Regions from separate parts of the Mus musculus genome. Here regions 1, 2 and 4 are each linked to region 3. The links are chromatin contacts, called in public HiChIP or PLAC-seq and promoter capture Hi-C maps. All regions are on one chromosome and are shown on one strand. The core of a region is the stretch at or near the end of the contact, and the rest is flanking DNA. Distances in the headings are between cores, read along the strand shown.

Region 1 (5,379 bases), core at 728-3,227, 350 kb before region 3:
GAATCCCACTTCTTATCACAGCTCAGCCAAAACTAAAGGGCAGGGAAGATTGTTTCATAGCTGTTGCTTGTTTAGAGGACCAAGGACCAGCACGCTCACCGTGGCTCACAACCATCTGTAATTCCAATCCCACGGTATCTGACCCCTTCTTCTGGCCTCTGTAGCACAAGGCATGAAAGTGGTGTAGACATACATGTAAGCAAAAACACACAAGCAAATACAAAATGTTTTAAAATTAAAAACCCCTCAAGAGCAGAAATGAAACTTCATGATTGGGATGACAATATTTTAAACTATTGAGTCTCTGAATTTACCATGGGGCAGAAATGAAAGAAACCCAACACTTCCCCAAATGAGAAACATGGGGAGTAAAGAACACTTCATAACAATGTCCTTTCCTGCTTTGAGAATCTCTCCCTGTAATGAGCTGTGGTGTGAAGTTCAGCCACACTGAGCTCACACACGTGCGGCCCCTTCCTTTGAGAAGGAAATTGAGGATGAGAAAATAATAGATCCAGAAAACTCTTCTCACACACAGTAACCAAAGGCTGTGCTTCTATTGTAATCATTCTAGAATAAGCACTCTGAGACACCACTGCCAGTGAAAGAATAGATGTCACAGATGGACCAAAGGTGGGAGAGCTCTGAAAGGCCTGGTCTCCAGGCCAGTTCCTATATGCATTTTATAGTCTATAAGCACAAGGTGGGGCCAGAAGGAAAGTAAGCAGGACTTCCCTGAAGCATCAAGGCAGTTAGCTTGGAGGTTTTTCAAATGCAGGTTACAGCTGACAGATGTAAGCTTTGCGGGTAAGGTAGGTAAGGGCAAGACTTTTGTTTCCGCCACCTCTCCAGGTCATTCTGTTCCAAGTAGCAAGATGAAGTTGCAGAACACTACAGCAGTGCTTTAAGTAAATCATTCAATAAATCAGTAATTCAGTATCAAATAAATGGTCTTTTCTACCTTATCCCACTTTAATTCTAACATGAAGTCTCTATGCAAAAAGCCCCGTGAAGAGAGTGTAGGCATTCCCTCTTTTCCTGGGACAAGTCCACAGCCACATCACTGGAGATCAACAAATCCTGAAATAAAAAGCAACACTTTGGCCACCTGCCCTTGAGTAAAGTGCAGGTTATGAACCAAGGGCACATTGAATTGGAGACTGTTTTCTGAAGTAAGTAAGCAGCCACAGTTATGCAAAGGTCCTTTCTACTGTGGTGCTTTGTCACTGAACATACTGTAGGGTCTGATATCTTCACACTCAGCATGCATAAGGTGACTTTCTGGACTCTAAGATGTAACATTAAGACCCTCACCTGGAATACAAGATTTTGAGTACTGTATTTACATCATAGAATGTGTGCATCTCAGATGTCAAGTTAGTGATAAAATTCTACAGAGTAAATATTAATGATTACAACTATAACTGTGGAGTTTGTGAAAATATATTTGTGATTCTTCTGTCGATCCTTATGTGACTAATATCTAACAAGTTTTTTAGGTTGACAATCCACCAGCTCTAAATGCTACTCTCTTGAAAAGCTTGGATAATTTAAAGTGTTTTGTTCTTTCCGAACTAACAAAGAGAATTGTGAGATTTTTAAGAGAATATGTTGAAAACCTTACAAGAAAAAAAAAAGTCAGGAATTGTCCAGTTCTTAGGAGCTCATGAGAGCAGAGTCCTAATGAGTAGCCCAGAAACCGATCACACCCTACTCCGCTCCAGCCCCGCAGCGCCTCTGACCTGGGAGGTTCCAGGGCCGCCGGGCTGCGGTTTCCGCCGCCGCGCTGCTGACTCTACCAGGATGCCCCGCGCGGCACCTGCGGCTCTCGGGAGTTTTCACGTCTCCGCAAGACCCTGGGCAGTGTCCTTGGCCCAGATTCTGCACTAGGTGTCCCCGGAAATTTCTGAGGGAAAGGCGAGTTTTGCTGAGGCCCTCTCCCGCTTTTGGGAATATGTTGCCTACTCTGGTCCCACCCACTATTAAGTGTCCTCTCACCGTACCCAATCCCGCCCACCTACTTCCTGTTCCGTTTACTTTCCCAAGGGTCCCAGCTATGTTGTTCTGAAAACTGCAAGTATCCAACGCCCACTGGGCGGCAGACACCTTAAGAAATGTCAATTGCCATGGGAAAGGGTGAAAAGGGGGCAGTGTTCTCTAAGGACGGCAAATTAGAGGCAGACTACAAAACAGTTCTAGAGACTGTTCAATGGCGTGAAAGCCCAAAGAAAGGGTTCAAATATCTGAACGAAACTTAAAAATGACAGAACAAAATGACTGGAGATCAAGAAATCACAAGCAAAGGGTGGAGAGAAAAATGAGGACTAAATAGATGAATCCAATAAGGCCAGGTGTTAAGGAAAACTTAATATGAAGTAACGGGGAAAAAGGAAATTCACTGGGCAGTAGTGTTGCAAGCCTGTAAAATCTCAGCACTCAGAAGGCAGAGCCAGGCCTGAGTTCAAGGCCAGCCTGGCCTACAGAGTGAGTTCCAGCACAGCCAGGGCTACATAACGAGATCCAGTCTTGAAAAAAAAAAAAAAAAGTAGAAGCTCTCAGTAAACATAGGCTATATTTCTTGGTAATCTGTTCCTGGCATTTTTGACTTCCTTAATTTTCCTGGTAAACGTTGTGCATGTCCCTTTGCGTGTGTCTATGTGTGTATGTGTTGTTGTTGTTTCTTCAGAGCAATATGTCTTCAGTGTTTATGTCACAGGTCGCGTGGAGTATCAACATCCTGAATCTTTGATGCTTTGATCTTGGGATTCTTTGTTTAAAGGCTTTCTGACAGCACATTGGCAGGCATCAATTTCTTTACAGACATTGAAAGGAATTCGACCCTCCCACCCTTTACTTGACATCAGGCACATACTGCTTTGGGTAAAGACACTGTTCTTCATGGGAAAACCTTGTCATTCCCATTACTGACTGGGACAACAAAACCCTTTTGCTCTTTAAGCAGAACATAAACAAATACTTCCGTGGCCAAGTGCCTCTCGTAGAAACTACAAAGTTAAGTTCTTCAGCCACTTAAGTGGCTAAATTTTATGAACACAGCATCAACACACATAAAATAGGACTCTAATTACAATGCTGCCTACTTGTGTTGGACTGATCAAATCTAAAATAGAACAAACATACAATTTGTGTTAAAAAAAATCAAGTAAAATATTTGGGGGTTATATCCCCCAGGGAAAAAGATTCCCAAGGAAGCCATCCCACTGAGTTACCAATTTCACAAAATAAGCCAAGTAATTATCCTTTGCTTCTCACATGCTGAAATAATAAAATATGAGTGCTTCAAATTAGAGGCAAGATATTTTTCCATTTAGCTTCAATGTTATACTAAAAATACTGTTTTACTTATTAAAAACAAATATGTACAGTTTTTAAACTTTAAAAACTATAGCCCATGTATTTTAGTCAAAATATAGATCAACAAACTGAAGAGATATCATTAAAGAAAAACAACAAAAACCAGTAACCCTAGATTACATTACACATCATTCGTTTTGTTTTGTTTGTTTTGTTTTGTTGGTTTTTTGAGGCAGGGTTTCTCTGTCTAGCCCTGGCTATCCTGGAACTTACTCTGTAGACCAGGCTGGCCTCAAACTCAGAAATCCGCCTGCCTCTGCCTCCCAAGTGCTTGGATTAAAGGTGTGTGCCACCACACATCATTCTTGACCAAGACTGAAAACTTGGCAATTTCCTGAGTGAAAACTATCAAACACCTTCTAATCTCTAAAACTGATCGTTTATTTAATTCCAAGTGTTTATCCATAAATACATGTACCTCACAACACTAAATTGACTCACCAGGAATCACACACACACAGTTAAAAGAGGTGAAAATGATGTAAACACACAATACTCATTCATGAAATCCTCAAAATAAATGAAAAGTTAAATAGAAAAAGAAGACTTGTTTCTTGAGAAACAGCAAGGAAAAATCATTTTCAAGTATGTTTTCAACTTGACTGAACTCCTTACTTGGGCTCTTTCATCCACTCAAATCTGACTCTTTGTTTGATTACTATCTCCCCGTTCTTTGCAGCCCAGGGTTCTTGGTTTAGCTCCTGGTCTACCTTAGACACGGTATGAGAAAGAGGCACATGGCCACTCCTGATTTATTCAGAAATTACAAGGATTTCTCACAGTACTGGTCTCAGATGAGACAGATGATGACCATATAAAGTTTGTCAACTGTTATTTACTGACATATTCTGGAACATACAGGAAAATCCTCAGTTTGTGCATGCTGAGTTCTACCACCAATGAACTGCTAGATGTTGTATTATTTAGTAATGCGTGCTTGAAATGACCACAATGAACAATAAAGATGCACAATACCTCCAGCCACTGAAATATATAGAAATGACAAGATAAGAACATGGATCTTCTTAATGACCAGAAATGCTCAATATGCAGTTCATGTTTTAATAAGAATTACTAAAGTAAGCTGGTGGGGGCCCATGCCTTTTATCTCAGAACTCAGGAATCAGAGGCAGACATATCTCGCTGAGTTCCAGGCCAGCCTGGGCTACAGAATAAGTTCCATGACAGCCAGGGTTACACAAAGAAACCCTGTCTCAGAAAACCAAAATATTACTGTAATTACTACTATTATTATTTGATGGGCTGACACATACCTTTAATCCCAGCACTCAGCAGGCAGAGGCAGGCAGATCTCCATGGGTTCAAGGTGATGCCGGGCGGTGGTGGCACACACCTTTAATCCCAGCACTCCGGAGGCAGAGGCAGGCGGATTTCTGAGTTTGAGGCCAGCCTGGTCTACAGAGTGAGTTCCAGGACAGCCAGGGCTACACAGAGAAACCCTGTCTTGAAAACAAAAAACAAAAACAAAACAGGGCTTGTGGAGAGCCGGTACGTGCTGCGAGCAATTGCATGCGTGCTGCCAGTAATCTCTGAGGAGAGCCGTGTGTGCCGCGAGCAATCGCCATTATAAGATGGCGCGGGCCTCCGCTGTGCCTAACTAGTAAACAAGTCCTGTACGCAGGTGCAAGAGTGAATTCACTCCTAGTCACTCCCATTCTCGGGGTGTAATAGTGGGGTGATGGGCAAGCAACGAACCAGGAGCTGTCACGCCATATCAGGTGCTGAAACGTCACGCTGCGGGTTATAAAAGCAGCGCCATTTTCCCGGTTTGGGATCTTCCTGAGAAGCAAGCAATAAAGCTCTTGCCGCGGAAGATTCTGGTTTGTTGCGTCTTTCTTGCCGGTCGAGCGGGACGCAATAAGGGCTACATGGTGAGACCCCATGTCTTTCTTTTTTATTTCTGTGATAAGAAACACACACACACACACACACACGTGCGCGTGCACGCAACACTGACCTAATTGGTTTTTTTTTTTTTTTTTC
Region 2 (5,769 bases), core at 2,737-5,236, 320 kb before region 3:
CAGCCTGTGATAGGAAGTCTACATTACAAAAATCCAAACCTTAGGGAATACTACAGAAGAAGCAGGAAAAGACTGTAAGAGATAGAGGATAGGGAGGTGATGTATGGGAAACTATGCTGTCATAATACACAGCAGTTAGAATTACGCACACAAATGACACCCTGCCTACTCTTCCAAGATTGGCACAAAAGACACATGAAATCAAAGGGGCAATAATTGGGAAGTAAATATGGATAACTAGGAATGGTAGGGAAGGTGATAAAAGGAGAGATAATGGTGAGGTGCAACTTTGATCACAGTATACTCAATATGCAATGATTAAATATAAAAATTAATTATTATAAAATCTGTAGAAATGTAAACATAGGAAATACCAATATTTATTTGGAGGCAAAATTTTAATCATTTATACAATCATTCAATTATAAAACCCTGCTATTTACATAATTAATACTAAAGAGGACCCCCTACCCCTACCCCTACCCCCTATCCCTGCCCCCAACAGGATTTGTCTGTGTAACAGCCTGACTCTCTCAGAAATCTCAGGCTGGCATCAAACTCACAGAAACCCACCTGCCTCTGACTCCTGAGTGCTGGGATTAAAGGTATACACCACTACTCCTGGTTCAAAAATACATTTCTTAATGGGGAAAATGAATCCCAAAACAAACAAGCAAAATAAAGTCCTCTACAATAAACTCTTTAATTTGTTGAAGGAATTGAATAAATACTTGAAGATGGAAAGTATTTCCATGCTCATGGAACAGGACATAGTACTATGAAAATTACAATACTAGTGAAAGAGATTGATATGATTAACTCCAACTCCATGACAATCAAACTCCCCATCATATACCTCACAGATACACTACAGAGACTCTTACAAATTTCCATGGAAGCAGAGACCCTGAGAGTACAGAGCAGAGCTTAAGTTGTCCTAGCTTTGGTTCCAGATGACACTGCACAGCCACATGACCAACAATATTATGGGAGTGGCAGATGAGTAGACACACAGCCCAATGAAACAGAGCCAGACCAATAGCAATGGCCATGTGAATCACCAAAACAACACCTATGTGCTGCATAAGAGGTAGCTGTTTTAACTAATGATGTTGAGACAACTATTTATCCACACAGAAATATGAACCTGGGTCAAATTCTCTCCCAGTGTACAATGAATCAGACCTTCATGTATGATCTGTAAAATGAAACTTGTATAGTAAGAGAAAGTAAAAACACATCCATATGGGGACATAGGGACTTACTCATGAACAGAACTACATATTATGACAAAAGAACACAAACTGACAAACAGGATTGCATTCGATATAAATGCATTTCACAAAAGCATCCAAATACGAGAAGCAATCAATGTAGAACTGTAAGGAGAAAATAGACAGCGATGCAGGGAAGCTTCAGCATCCACCAGTCTTCGAGGCACAATGAAATCAGACAGAAAACCAATTGTCTAGCAGGTATCCACAAATATCAGCCACATAATAGTAGGAGACACCCAGGCAGAATTCTCTAACTTCAAAAGATATTTGTTAGTGTGGCCGTGTCCTAGAAATACCAGAATTAAAAAAATAACAAATATCAATGTTTTAAAAATTCTCCCTGAATCTGAAACACAGACACCATCAGCAGATGGAAAACAGAATACATTAAAAGACACAGTGCTAGAATATTCTAATTCAAACATAGAAAGACAATGTAGAGGAGGTCTATGTATTATAAATATGCTAAGCAATCTATACCAAAATCTTACATTTATTTTTGTAGAATTAGAAAAAACCCTAAAATTCACTAACTTATGAGAAACCATAGACTTAAAAAATTATAAGAGAAGGATCAAACCTAGAGGAGATTTCAAAATACATTAAAATTATAGCGATGCAAACTGTTGAGTACTGTAATGAAGACTAACAACAGGAGAGAGTTAATGGGAAGACAGTGAAGATGGAGTTTAATACTTCAGAGAGATACTAAGCAATGCTTGTCAAATTTACACTGGCATTATTTTATGGATTGAAGAAAATAACTTGAAAAGATTTAGAACCAAGGAAAATGCAATAAGCTCCCAAATTTTGAAGCAGAAACTTAAAAGCATCAAGTATCCTAGTAAAGAACTACATTAAAATTATAGAAAGGAAAGTCATTTAATATTGGTACAAATACATGATTAGCAATATGAATGGAAGAGGGATAGCATCATTCACAATCAAAATCCAATCAAATTGTAATTGTTCCTAGTATTTATTCTTACATAGAGAATCTTCTAAAGTTTACAAAGGATAATCCTGAGGACATTATTCTCAGTGGAAGTCTCCAGAATAATCTCTACAACAGAATGTGGCAAAACTGACTTCATGTCCCATTTCCACTGTCACTTAAACTCCTTCCCACCCCTTTGTCAATCCTCCAACATACCTGGATCCTTTGCTACTGATGCCTCTCTCTCCACCTTCCAGGGCACTTTGTCCTGCTCGACGATAAGCAGGTGTAGCTGAAAAGTGCAAGCCCTGCATATGAGAGATTCTTCAGTAAGTACCAGGATTTCTAACACAGTACTATGCTCAGCAGAAATACAGAAAAGGGAACAGAGGGTTCTACAAATGATCCCCCAACTGTTACATAGGGTCAGCATGCTGAAAATATTCAGGGAGCATTTTGAGTTTCCATAACTTGAATCCTACTTCTAATCATAGCTCAATCAAAACTCAAGGGAAAAAAATGAATCTGTATTACTGGAGTGATATTATAAACTACTGAGTATCTAGTTTCATCATGGAACAAAAACGAAAGAAGCCTTACACATCCCAAAATAACAAACATGAAGAACAGATGAAATTTCATGAAAACTTTGTCTTTTTCTCTGAGGCTTTCACTTTCTTCTGTGAGATGTGAGGCTCATCTCATTCACACACAGCTCACACACATGCAGAGTAATTTCCCCAGGAACCCCGAGGAGCAAGGAAAAGTGCAAGAGACTATTGTTACTCACAGAAACAGGACTGCTGCAATTCTGCAATATTCAATCTCAGTACAAAACCCTATGAGTGAGGTCCAGGCATTTCCTCTTCTTCCTGAGAGAAGTTCACCGCATGTCAACAACCCTGAAATTACAAAGCAACAGTTTGCCCTTTGTCCATTGTCAGAGTGTTTCTTGCATCAGAAAAGATACTTTCTAACTTTGTCCCATTACATACTGTTTTCTAATGTAAACAGTGTGGCCTGTTATCCTCACTCTCAACATGCATACTGTACTTCTCTGGACTCCTGAGGTGTGCCTTAAAACCTCAGCATAAGAACACATATTTGTTATATTCACATCAGCGTGTATGCATCTCAAATGCAAAATGAGTGATGAGTAAAACCTTTATTTAAGAATTGTTAAAATTTACAAACATAACTGTGTAGCTTAGCAAAAAAAAAAAAAAAAAAAAATCCACAAACTGATCAAAATCTGCAGTTACTCCTTATGGGGCTGGTAGTTAACAAGCTCTCTGGGACCTTAAAGTCTCCATGTCAAATTCCTCTCTCTTGAATACGAAACGGGTAGACCAAGGGCGTTAGAAAATGCCAACAGTTTTAGTTTTTGCATAACAGCAAAAAGAATAGTGTTTTCAATGGTCAAAACATAAACTCAATTAGTCTAAGGGATACAGTCTTGAGAATATTCTGGAAACCACGGATAAATGGTAAAATCAGCATGTGTCCCATTTCATATGTTCTCAAACTTATCTTCAAGGGTATTACCCTTCACCAGAATTGTGAAAACGGTATCCTTATGAGCAGCAGAAAACTGAACATGCCCCTGGTCCAGTTCCTACCTGTTTACTACAGCTCTTCTGACCTGGGAGATGCTAGGATCGCCGGGCTGCGGTTCCCGCCACTGTGGTGCGGACCGGCGAGTCTCCCAGACCGTTCTACGAGGCTCCAGTGGCTGCAGGAAGTTTTCACATCTACTTGAAACTCTGGCCAGTGTCGGCCGTCCAGCCCTTAAACAAAGATTTCCTCTCAGAGAATGGAGGGTTTTCCGGCCCCTCCCTCCTGCGGCCACTGGAGCCGCCTTTGGGTCCGCCTATTATAGATAGGTTCCGGTTACGTAGGTTCTCTGACCCAGCCCACTGGTTCAAATCCCTTGTCCAATTGAGTTTTCCAGGCCTTCCATGCGGGCTTTAGTTTTCTCTTCGCTCTATTTTTCTAGACCAGTTTTCCCGCCCCGTGGAGACCGGTCCCTCCCACTCCGTCTCAGGCTGCCTTCCACACAGCTCCAGACGCCAGGCTGCTCTGCACATTCTCTGCGCAGCCTCACCATGAGCACTGCCATCCTTGACCAGAACTGGATCTAGTAGGACACTGCACCCCAGAACCTGCCCCACACTCTTGATTCGGAACCTTTCAGATGCAAGATAGTCTCGACTTGACTAGCAGCCTGTGGGCTACATACATCAAACAATAGCAGGTTAAATTCAGAGGCCAGAGTCCGATCCCCAACGGACACACACAAAATGGCAAGCCAAAACCTGAAACTCAAAACTCAGATCCAATTGGCACTGTCTCCCAAGTGCTGGGATTAAAGTTCTATACCACCATGTCCAGATATTTATGTTTATATTATTTATACTGGTGTGATTTGTAAGTATAGACCGGATAAATGCTCTGGCACATTATTTAGAAGGGTATTTTTTTCTTTAGTATGAATTTTCTGAAGTGTTGTTAGAGTTGAGCACCGAGTAAGATTTGTGACATTCTTTACAGATGTAAGGTCTCTTTAATCTGAACTCTCTGATGTCTTCTAAGACTTGTATGCTAGATAAAGGGTATATCACAATCATTGCTTTATTACGTTTTTTTCTCCAGTATGAATTTTCTGATGTGCTCGAAGAGTTGAACCCTTTGCAAAATATCTGTCACACACCTTACATCTGTGAGGTCTCTCTCCAGTATGAACTCTCTGATGTCGTCTAAGATGTGAGTCCTGGATAAAGGATTTGTCACATACCTCACATTTGTAAGGCTTCTCACCAGTAGGGATTCTGGAAAGTGTTTTAAGATGTGATAACTCAAGAAAGTACTTACCACATTCTTTGTGTTTGCATAATTTCTCTAGAGAATGAGTTTCCTGATGCCTTCTATATGAGGCATAGTGAATAAAGGATTTGTCACACTCTTTACAGTTATAAGGCTTCTCTCCTGTATGCAATTTCTGATGGCTTTTAAGTGCTGACAACTGAGGAAATGACTTTCCACATGCATTGCATTTGTAAAGCTTCTCCCCAGTATGACTTCTTTGATGTGTTTTAAGGCTTGAGCACTGGTTAAAGGATTTGTCACATACATCACATTTATAAGGCTTTTCACCAGTATGGATTCTGTAATGCCTTTTAAGATGAGATAATTCAATACAGGATTTACTACATTCTTTGCATTTGTATAATTTCTCTAGAGAATGAGTTTTCTAGTTCTACCAGAAGATCCAGCAATACCACTCCTGAGCATATACCCAGATGATGCTCCTACATGTAATAAGAACACATGTTCCACTATGTTCATAGCAGCCTTATTTATAGTAGGCTGAAGCTGTAAAGAACTCAGATGTCCTTCAAGAGAGGAATGGATACAGAAAATGTGGTACATTTACACAATGGAGTACTACACAGCTATAAAACAATGAATTTATTATATTCTTAAACAAATGGATGGATCTGGAGGATATCATCATGAGTGAGGTAACCCAATCACAAAAGAACACACATTATATGC
Region 3 (5,303 bases), core at 2,511-5,010:
ACTGAAGCATAATCCTCCATGTGCAAGTATGGCATACATACCTTTGTGGCAACCAACAGTTTCCCACTTAGACTTAGGACCCCCTCAACAACAGGGAAACCATGCGTGGTACTGGGAAAACAGCCAGTTTCACTAGGGTTAGTGAAGTCAAGGATCTTGGTACAACCACTAGTTTACTCAATCACCATAATCTCTTACTATATTCTAAATATTTGTCCTCATTCCAACAGGTAAATGTAGTTGTTACTCCTCATCAAGGAAAGTTCATTTTGCAATCACGAAGATTATTACAGAAAACGCACTCTAGTCAAAATGCAGAGTTGAGTATGCTCAGTCCCGACTGATACATAAACAACACAACTCTTGCACTAAGGCTCAGGGATCACTGAGAAAGAGGGGCAGAGATACTGTAAGAGCCAGAGGAATAGGAGTTTTGTTGTGACATTGTGTCTCCTAGAAATTTCCAAAAAGCTACATGCATGAAATCTTACAAACATGGCTGCCTAAACAGGAACTGAATAAGGATATGCTAACATGGAAGGGAGCTAGCTCATTAATCTTCAAGCCTAACACTAAGGCTTGAATTTGAACACAAAAGGATTCTGAGAGGTGGAGAAATAGTCTTCCTCAGAGAATAGTACACTGTATGATTATACCAAGAGTTCAACACTGAACACATACAAAGTATGGATCTCAATACTCCACAACTACAATTCTAGAGTGCAAAGGATATATAGTTATTCATGCAAGAAAACATTCATATATATGCATATGTAATATGTAAATATAAATAAAAACTCTAAATATTAAATAAAATTAGGAAAGAGAAAGAAATTAATAGGTAGGTAGTTAGATAGATTGATTGATAGATAGAAAGAAACAAACAAACAAACAAAGTGTAATCCCTTGAATGAATTTTACTAGGCAAATGAAAGGTTTCTACAATGACAATATAATTGAATGAAGTGAAGAAAGTCAGTAAAATGAAAAATTGCTGAAGGAACTGAGGAAGATGTGAACTAGAACACAAATGTTTTACAAAAATTAAAGGGGCACATAATGTTGTGAAATATGTATTATTTCGGAAAGTCTTTGATATTGTCAGTTGAAACTGTGTAAAATCCAAAATTTCCATGGGAGTAGCAATAATTAAAAGTGTGAAGAGACACCATACACAGTAGGTATAGTTCTTTGCTACATATTTATAGTATAATGGATAAAAACACCTATCAAAAATTACAACTATGTATATTTATAGTATAATGAATAAAAACATCTATCAAAAAATTACAAAGGAAGCAAATTATAAAATAATCAATTAATAAGTAACTGAATTGAACACACTGTGCTCAACAGCAGTTGAAATGGCCAACAAAAACCTCTTCATAGTAGGGCATAGGATACTGTACAGAGATTCCAATTCTGCCTAGAAAGTGGCCACACTTAAGACCCTAAACAATAACAAATTCATTTATTTCAGTATATTTGAAATGTACATGGATATTTTTAAAGCAAATAATGTAAACAGAATACAGATCTAAATAAAGAAAATGACTGTAAAATATAAATTTTCTTCAATAATTTGATTTCATATCCAAAGATACAAGATACTATAAAAGAAGGTATTTCCTTTAAATGTATTGACTATAGACAGTAGTAAAATCTTACTTGGATATTTTATAGAAAGTAATCCTGAAAGTACCAAGGGGCAGCAAAGAGCTGGAAAACACTAAGAGGATCATACCTAGAGGTGATCTCACAGTATATTACAATCACAGCAATGCAAACCACTTGGAATTGTCATAAAAGACAATAGGAGGTATCCTTGGGAAGACAGGATAGACAGAATTTAACTGTCTGTAAGTATAGTTCCCGATTCTTATCAAAACTATTATTTTCAGGAATAGAGAAATTAACACTAAAAGTTAGAGAATGTGCTATAATACCAAAGCCCCCAATCACAAAACAATAAATACACCTAGAGGTATTAATTTTCATCATTTTATAATACATTAAAATCACTGAAGTGGAAACCATTTAATACTGATGAATGTAGACTGGATCAGTGATGTGCATGGAATAAGGACAGCATCACTCACATGCACAATCAAGTAAAAGTTTATTGCCTCCTAAGATCAGTTCTTCTGTAGAAAGTCTTCTCATCTTTACAATAGGATAATCCTGAGGAGATTTTTCTCAGTGGAAGTCTCCAAAATTATTTCTAGTGAAACAGAATGTGGCAAAACTGATTTTATGTCCCACTTCCACATTTACCGGAATCCCTTACCATCCCTTCACCAATCCTCCAACATACCTGGATCTTTAGCCACTGTCTCCTGTCTCTCTAATGTTCTAGGGCACTTGTTCTGCTACACAGGTGAGCAGATGTGGGTGATCAGTGAGCCATGTACATGAGAACGAGATTCATCAGAAAGCACATGGATTTCTACTACAGTACTGTGCTCAGTAGATAAAGAGAGGATTTTATAGTGATATAAATATTTAGAACTCATTTCCATTTAGCATAACTGGAAGCCCACATTCAATCACAACTCAGTTAAAACTGACGGGAAGAAATGGAACTCAATGATTGTGATGACAGCACTATACACTTGTGAGATTCTTAATATAGCATGAACCAAGCAAGACTTTGTCATGCAGGGATCACACAATGCACACTTGTTTTCCAGGACCCTGAAGATGAATAAGGGAGAGAGCAAGCAAAGTATTCTCACGTACAAAAACCAGATTGCTGTAATTCTGCAGTATCCAGTCTCTATATAAAAACCTTCTGACCTTTCAGAAGGCATTCCACCTTTTCCTGGAAGAAGTTCACAGTCACACCACTGTCAAGTATCAACAACAAAACAAAACAAAACAAAACAACAACCTACAGTTTGAACAGTTGTGTTAGTGCACACTTTTGGATTCTATTATATTTGCAGCCATTGCTTTTATGACTAGTATATAAACGCTCTCTAGGGATGCCAAGTCACCAAGTAAGTCCTTGGGTGTAACAGGAGAGTTAGGATGGATGAATGTAAATTTCAAGAGCTTTGTCCTTTTCACCTAAACAAAGTGAACTGCATTTGAAATATCAACAGATAAATTCAAATATTCTAGGTTATTTAATAAGAACATTTGGGAAGCTCCAGGTTCGATTGGCTGTCTTTTCCTGTGCTGCACTGCTGACTCTCCTAGGCTGCAGCCAGGAAACTGTGTCTCCTTTTGTTGTTGTTGTTGTTGTTGTTGTCACTGGGGCTCTGATCTTTAAAGAAGCTCTTCTAAACCCGCCCACTACAACCCCGGTTCTGGTCACGTGGCGCCCACAAACATAGGAAAGGACGGGGCTTTCTTTTCCTTAATTACTTTTGTAGACTCCACTCAACTTTTCTCTTTTCTCCCTCTTACTGGGCCAGGCAGTATCCCCGCCCCCCGGATAACCACCACCAAGACCCTAGTTTCCCAGCCCCGCAGCTCCTCTGACCTGGGAGGTTCCAGACCCGCCGGGCTACGGTTCCCCGGCTGAGCCACAGACTGCTGACTCCAGGATGTTCAAGGCATCTGCGGCATAGGGGAGTTTTTGGGTCCTCACAGGACCCCAACCTGTGTCTTCTATACTCAGCTCCGCACCATTCGATCTCACACGATGCAGACCTACAGCTCCTTCAGGTAATGGGCCCTCGCCATTTGGACTTAGCCTTTTCAGCTCAACTTGTCTGGCCTCACTCAGTGTACCATCTTTTTACTTCACACCTCTAACCACGCCCACTCTATACACTTCCGCAACCACCACCCAATGGACATCCACCTTCTATTTCCGGGTGAGCGGCCCCGCCCGTCCCCGTGGAAGACAGTCCCTCTCACCCCAGCCCTGGCTGTCTTTCCTTAAGGCATTTTTGCCTTAGGGAGGGTCATATCAGTATCTTAGATTTTGAAAAGATTGAGGGAAGTCAGTGGTCAGCCCTTTGCTACTAGTCCCGAGCTGAATTCATCCCGCGATGTACTGCTTTCTCCACTAGATGGTGGTCTTGTCAGTACTGATTCAGAAACAAGTTTGTCTTCTGTGACTCATGCTAAAGGTGCTGTGAGGTAAAACAGATTTCTGGTGGATCCAGAGATTTTCCTTGTCCCAGATGCAGAAAACAAGTAAGGTACATATAGCTCTAGTCCTAAAAAAAGACGTTAAACCAGCTCATCTATAGGTCTGGGAATACTGAGGAAGAAGAGGTGTTAAGAAATAAGGGAAAGAAAAGGAAAGACCATTCTCTAGACTCCATATGATTGTAACCAGTAACCAACAACTGTACTTACAAGTACTAGCTTCACACAAGGCCACAGTCAATCTAGGAAAACTAAAAGGCACACTTTTCCCCTCAGATATTGTCCAAGTGTTGCAGGATATTTGATCACACTGTGAATCTGGGATTGTGCTATCGTGTAGCTCTGCCCTTAACACACACTAATCCCTCTGGCTGGAATACAAACACACCCTTAGTACACCCCTTTAATCCCAAACAATGAAGGTAAAGTTAGTTTGTGGAAGGAAGCTCCCTTGTCTGAAAGTGATGTCTAATTGGTGGGTAGACATAGTGAGAAATCAGAGAAAGATCTGACAAAATAGGATATGCCCAACTCTCATGAGAAGAGGGAGGAAAGAGAAGATATGTAAGGGGCAGTAAGAGAGGAAGGAGGCAGTTTTTATCAGGAGAGTTTTACAGAGACAGGTTGAAGAGGGAACAAGCTACACACAGGTGAAGAAAGAACAAGCCAGAGAGTGAGAAAGAGCCAGAAGATCAGAACATATTCCCAAAATTAGTGTGAAGCCAAGTAGAGGCAATCAGTGGAGGCCAAGAAGGAGAGAAAGCTAGATTGAATCAGTGAGTTTGGAGAAGAGCTTGAGCCAGAACAGCTGAGAAGAACCAGCCAGCAAGAGATTAGAAAAAAACAAAAACAAAAACAAAAACTAAAAATGGTTGAGATTATTCAGCAGCAAGTCTCAGAAGCTGAATATATTCTAGGCCTAGCTTGGATTGTACAGAGGCTAGAAGCATCCAGGTCTAGGCCTACCTAGGTTAGTAGATGAAAGTAGTAAGTGTCGGAGACACCAATCACTTTGGTGAAGGAAAAATACATTCACAGGTATGTGTAGGCTCTAGGATTAGACTTGCTGCACATCAGGCTCCAGGACATAGCCCTTAAAAACACAGTCTCACAAATGGCTCTGGTTCATCTCAGTGAGTCCCAGGTAATATGACTAGAGATGAACACAACAGAGAATTTTTCGGATTGTGGACTAGAAT
Region 4 (5,162 bases), core at 381-2,880, 270 kb before region 3:
CAAGCACCTTCATTTCTGGCACAGCACTGTGCTCAGGAGATAAAAAGAAAATTCTACGGCGATCCCCCAATTCTCATGCAGTGTCAGAATACTGAAAATATTTAGGAAGCATTTTCAGTTAGTGTAACTTGAACCTCACTTTCAGTCACAGCTCAGTCAAGTCTCAGGGGCACAAATGGAACTGAATGACTGGGATGAGAATATGATACACTAGAGAGGTTCTGAATTTATTATGGACTAAAAAAGGATGGAAGCTTTACACTGTCAAAGATCTCACAATTGCAGAATAACTTGCCTCTTCCTGAGGAGGAACAAGGGAGGCTGGAAGCAAACTGTTCTCACCCACACAAACCAGAGTGCTGAAATTCTGCAACAAGGCCTTCCCAGAAGGGTCCTGACACTGCCTGTTCTTCTGGAAGTCCACAGTCACACCAGTGGCTGAGAAATGACCACAAAATACAAAACAGCAGTTTAAGTCCTTGTCCTGGTGCACACCTTTAGTCCCAAATGTAGGGATTAAAGGCGTGTGCCAATACCACCTGGTTTATAATGCGCAAACTGTGAAAATACTGTGACCTATACCCTCAAATAGCCTACTGTGCCTTTCCAGGTTCTAGGAACTCAGCACAAAAACACGATTTTCTTTTCTTTCTTTCTTTCTTTCTGTCCTTTTGTTTTTTGTTGTTGTTGAGACAGGAGCTCATCATGTAGCTCTGGCTATCCTGACCTCACCAAGCAGACCAGGCTGGTCTCCAACTCTTTGATCTGCCTGCCTCTGTCCTCCCTCCCCCATGCTGGGATTAAAGATGCATGCCAACAAGCCTGGTGCATTTATAGCAGAATATTGCATTTACATCAGGGAGTGCATGTCTCCGAAGGAAAGGTAATGGTGGGTATAGAGTTTACTTTTAAATGTTAATGGTTAAAACCATATCTATGAAACTCGCAAAAAAATATGCTTTTGGATTCAATTACATTTGCAGCCACTCCTTTCATGACTGCTGTCTAAAAGCTCTCAGCAGATGCCAAGTCACCAAGTATGTTCACGGGTATAACAAGGGAGTTAGCATGGATGAATGTAAATTCCAAGAGCTTTGTCCTTTTCACCTAAATAAAGAGAACTGTTTTGCAAGCATCAAAAGATAAATTCAAATATTCTCCTAGACCACTCTACTATGAATATTTTGGCAATCAGGTGAACAATAAAAAACAAATCAGGATTACTTCAGTTCATATGACCTAAAATTGTGTTGACAAGGGAAGAAACCCACAGCAAAACTTCAGAGCTTGCTTCCTTAGGAACAGCAGAGAAACTGATCACAGCCTGGTCCCCTCCCTCCCCTTTCCCAGCCCCTCAGCTTCTCTGACCTGGGAGGATCCAGGGCGGTAGGGAGGCGGGTCCAGCTGCTGCACTGCAGACTTCCCCACCATTCCCCGCGCGGCGCCCACGTCAGCCCCGAGTTTTACCTTCCCCGAAGTCCACCCTGTGTTCTGACCCCAGGTCTGCACCACATGATTCCCCACGGTGCAGGCCTGCTTGCTCTGCACCTGAACAGGTCATTGACACTCAGGCTTTGGCTCTCAGTACAACTACCCAGGCCTCATCAGCCGGTTCCCAGCTTCCGTTTACGTCACCCCCTAACTCCTCCCACTCTGAACACTTTTCTACATCACACACCCGCCTCAACAGGCCACATCCTCACACCCTCTGTTTCCGGGTAAGTGGCCCCGCCTTACGGAGATAGCTCCCTCCCATTCTGTGTCAAGCTGCCTTCCACACAGCTCCAGATGTCAGGCTGAACAGTCTCCCCTCATGCTTGCTGCCAGCCTAGACCAGAAGTGAGAAGTGGACCTGCTAGGAGGCTGTGCACCCAATGTTTGACACACACAGTGAGTTTTGAACCCTTTATATCCAAGATAGCCTGACACCTGGACTTGACAACCAGCCTCTGGGCTACATAGTTCATACCAAACAGCAACAGGCTCTCCCATCCCAACACACAAACATGAGAAGCCAAAATACTGAAATTCTGACTTAGGGAGAGACATTTAAAGAACTTAAGTCAGAGATCTGGTAGCTTTTGCTACCAGCCCAAGGCAGAATTCACCCCGCAGTGTACTGCTTTCACCACAAGAAGGCAGACTTGCCAGTTCACTAACTCAGAAAGACATTAGCCTTCTATGACTCATACTTAAAGTCCTTTGAGAGAAAATATAGAATTTCTTCCTTCTGTCGTTCCTTCCTTCCTTCTTTCCTTCCTTTTTTAATAGAGTGATGGGTGCAGAGACTCTTGACTATCCTGATAGAGAAAATAAGTAAAACTTAAGCCGTCAGCTACACCATCAATCTCTACCTCTGGGGACACCACCAAGGAAGAAGAGGTGGTTAGGAAATAAGAAGGGAAAAAGGAGGGGAAAGGCTAAGACACGACACAGCATTCTCCAGACCATACAACTATTGTAATCAGTAACCAACAGCAGCTGTCTTTATGTGCACTGGCCTCACACAAGACCACAGTCAGTGTAGGTTAGGGAATGGCACACACAACCTCTCAGATGTTGACTATGGATAGATTCATAGATTCTAGAAGAGTGATGTGCCTTTAGCATATCAGGGTCCAGCACACATCAGGCTCCAAACCCACAGTCTCACAAATGGCTCTGGTTCATCTCAGTGGATCACAAGCAATATGAATAGATATGGACACAGTAGAGTGACTGTTGGAATTGTGAACCAGGATAGTGGAGAGGTAGGAGATGAGAGTGGGCAGTATTTGATGTGAGCGCACAAATGCACACACACATTCTGTGTGTATATACATGTATATGTGAGTGTAAAATAGTTAATAATAGAAAGATTGGGAGGATTCATTCATTCATTCATTCAGGACAGGATTTTGCCATGTAAACCTGTTTTTAAAGGCAACAGTTTAAATGATTACATCAGTCTGTAATTTATTGCTTGGTAGCATCAGTATCTTATGGGATTTTTGTTTTTGTTGACTTTGTTGTTGTTTTGCAAGATAAGTTGGCCTTGAATTCACTGAGATGAACCTACTCTGGCTCTAGCATGCTAAGGTTACAGACATGTGCCACCATGCTGGACTCATTATCTGCTTTAGAAAGAGCTAATATCAAGAGTCAGGAGTTGTCATTAGTCTCCCTGTGGGAGCCCCACATTTTATGGAGACTTTGGTGACTCACTGTAACTATTGGCTACAGGAGGCATGCAGCCAGCTCTTAGAGTGATTGATGGACTAACTGCACAGCAGAGGCATTTAGCCTTGCACCTCCAACCCCCGAACCCCTGACTAGGCAAACATCAGTCCCCAGCTTAAAAAGCTATGGTTCAGAGGCAGTGTCTAGGAAAGGGCTGGCGTTCAAGCCTATGATTTGTAGCCCATGGTCTCTGCTGCCTGGCCCGCTGTCAGCTCTGGGGGGCACAGCTCTTTCTTTCTTAGCCTGAGATATGAAACCCTGGAATCACGCTCAGCAAAACAGCATGCATTCTAACCTGTACTCGGAACCCTGACCACATAGCTAGGGGAAAACCCAACATTGGCAAGGAATCATTTCTCTTTCGTTCCTAGCTGCCATCATGGCTTTTATCTTAAAGGGATAACATGCCTTTTATCTGCAAAACTGAAATAATTTAGATTAAAGGAAGTTTGTGTCACATGTTGGTTTTCCAAATGTTGTAGTAAATATTAATTGGGAGTTTCTACCTTGCCTTAGATCATTTACTTCCCAAATAAAAAACACAAAACCTTTATATTTATAATAAGCTTTAAAGCATTAGAGCTGAGCAGATATCAACCCTCTAAGGAATTTTGTTTATTTTCTGTCAATACCTCCGTGATATAATTTGCCACCTTTCTCCTTGGCTACTCTTATCCAATTGGTCCGTCCTCGTGACCACTGTCTCATTATTCATCTAACCCAAGGCATCTTCTTTTCTCTTTACCTCTCTGCTCATGGTCTCTGCCTCAGATTACAAGCCTGGGAACTGAAACCTGACTACCTCCCTTCTACCCAACTACAGGCTGTTGACATCTTTATTCAAATAATAGTTTTAAATTAAGGAGCAAGTTTACATAACATTATTTGGTGTGTGTATTTCTTAGTCCCTGGGAGCAATAAGACCTTGGGGCAAGTATTTAGCACTACAACCCATAGCAACAGAATAAACCTCACGATCAAAGAATTATTCAAAAATTCATAAGAAGTATTGCTTTTTTATGTCAAGAATTATTAAATGTTGAGCTGCTTTATTGTTGGTTCTTTGAAGTTCTGATAGAATCCTGTCATTGTGGTCTTGGGATTGTTTTCAGGGTTGCATTGTATAGTTGCTCGAGTGACACTGCTACCTGTAGTCTATTTTATATTATTTATTTCATGTTGTTTACAATTGGTATTTTATATGCACCTGGATACTCATTTATTTCAATTAGAGCTTACAATTTAATATAACAGAAGTCTTTAATGTCAGCAAACATAACATCTGCTTCTTAACTCACTCCTATGAAGTAGTTTGTGCCTTTACCTTGGGTACTGTCAAGACATTACAAGCTGAATATGGTGATGCTCTCCTATAATCCTAGCACTCAGACCTAGCCAAGCAGGTCTCTGTGAGTTTAGATCCAGCCTTATCTACAGAGTAAGTTCCAGGTCTGCCAAGGTTACAGAGTGAAATCCTGTCTCTGAAAACAAACAATCAAACAAACAAAGACATCAGAAAAGTAATGTATAATAGGGCAAGGCCATGCAAGCCCTCAATCCCAGAACTCAGGAGGTAAAAGTAAGGGGAACTCTGTGTTCAAGGCCAGTCTGGTATACATAGAGAATCTACATCAGCTGGCAATACACAGAGAGACCTTCCTCAAAATAAAGAAAATTCCTTTCTGAGGAATAGTTTTTATGATACCTGAATCAGCCTGCAAGCTTCCTGTTAAGATGTAGGTAAAATATTAAGGCCTAGATGGAATATTAAGGCCTAGAAAAATGTTAAGGCCTAGGTAGCACTTATCTGGATAGCTGTTATTATAAGGAAACTTTCGCATATGTTTCCGCTGTTACTAGGAAATTTCCTAATGCCAAGATTGATTACATGTTCTGTTATATTCTGTGCCCTTGGAAACCAATCACAATAGAAGTCAGTAGAA

The links. Promoter capture Hi-C pulls out the DNA fragments that hold promoters and counts their contacts. HiChIP or PLAC-seq counts read pairs in DNA pulled down with a chosen protein or histone mark.
Region 1: a contact with region 3 is called in a promoter capture Hi-C map of pre-B cells. The contact joins the promoter of Zfp229 here to the promoter of Zfp677 in region 3.
Region 2: a contact with region 3 is called in a promoter capture Hi-C map of pre-B cells. The contact joins the promoter of Zfp760 here to the promoter of Zfp677 in region 3.
Region 4: an H3K4me3 HiChIP or PLAC-seq map of bone marrow-derived macrophages shows a contact between it and region 3, with 4 times the contacts expected there. The contact joins the promoter of Zfp983 here to the promoter of Zfp677 in region 3. A contact is called at or near these places in 2 of 39 promoter capture datasets (hematopoietic stem and progenitor cells and pre-B cells), 1 of 15 datasets of contacts at CTCF or cohesin (the NIH/3T3 cell line), 2 of 115 datasets of contacts at active chromatin or transcription factors (bone marrow-derived macrophages and memory CD8 T cells) and 3 of 9 other capture datasets (adipose tissue, liver and pancreatic islet).

The regions. Positions count from the first base shown.
Region 1 is chr17:21,730,322-21,735,700 of GRCm38.p6, reverse strand. It overlaps Zfp229 (zinc finger protein 229), which reads right to left and starts at 1,977. Exons shown (of 6, transcript NM_001164676.1): 1 at 1,743-1,977.
Region 2 is chr17:21,705,958-21,711,726 of GRCm38.p6, reverse strand. Zfp760 (zinc finger protein 760) reads right to left here and starts at 3,986. Exons shown (of 6, transcript NM_001008501.2): 1 at 3,834-3,986; 2 at 3,005-3,116; 3 at 2,431-2,522.
Region 3 is chr17:21,382,205-21,387,507 of GRCm38.p6, reverse strand. It overlaps Zfp677 (zinc finger protein 677), which reads right to left and starts at 3,760. Exons shown (of 4, transcript NM_172486.2): 1 at 3,488-3,760.
Region 4 is chr17:21,647,079-21,652,240 of GRCm38.p6, reverse strand. It overlaps Zfp983 (zinc finger protein 983), which reads right to left and starts at 1,630. Exons shown (of 7, transcript NM_001357098.1): 1 at 1,369-1,630; 2 at 296-438.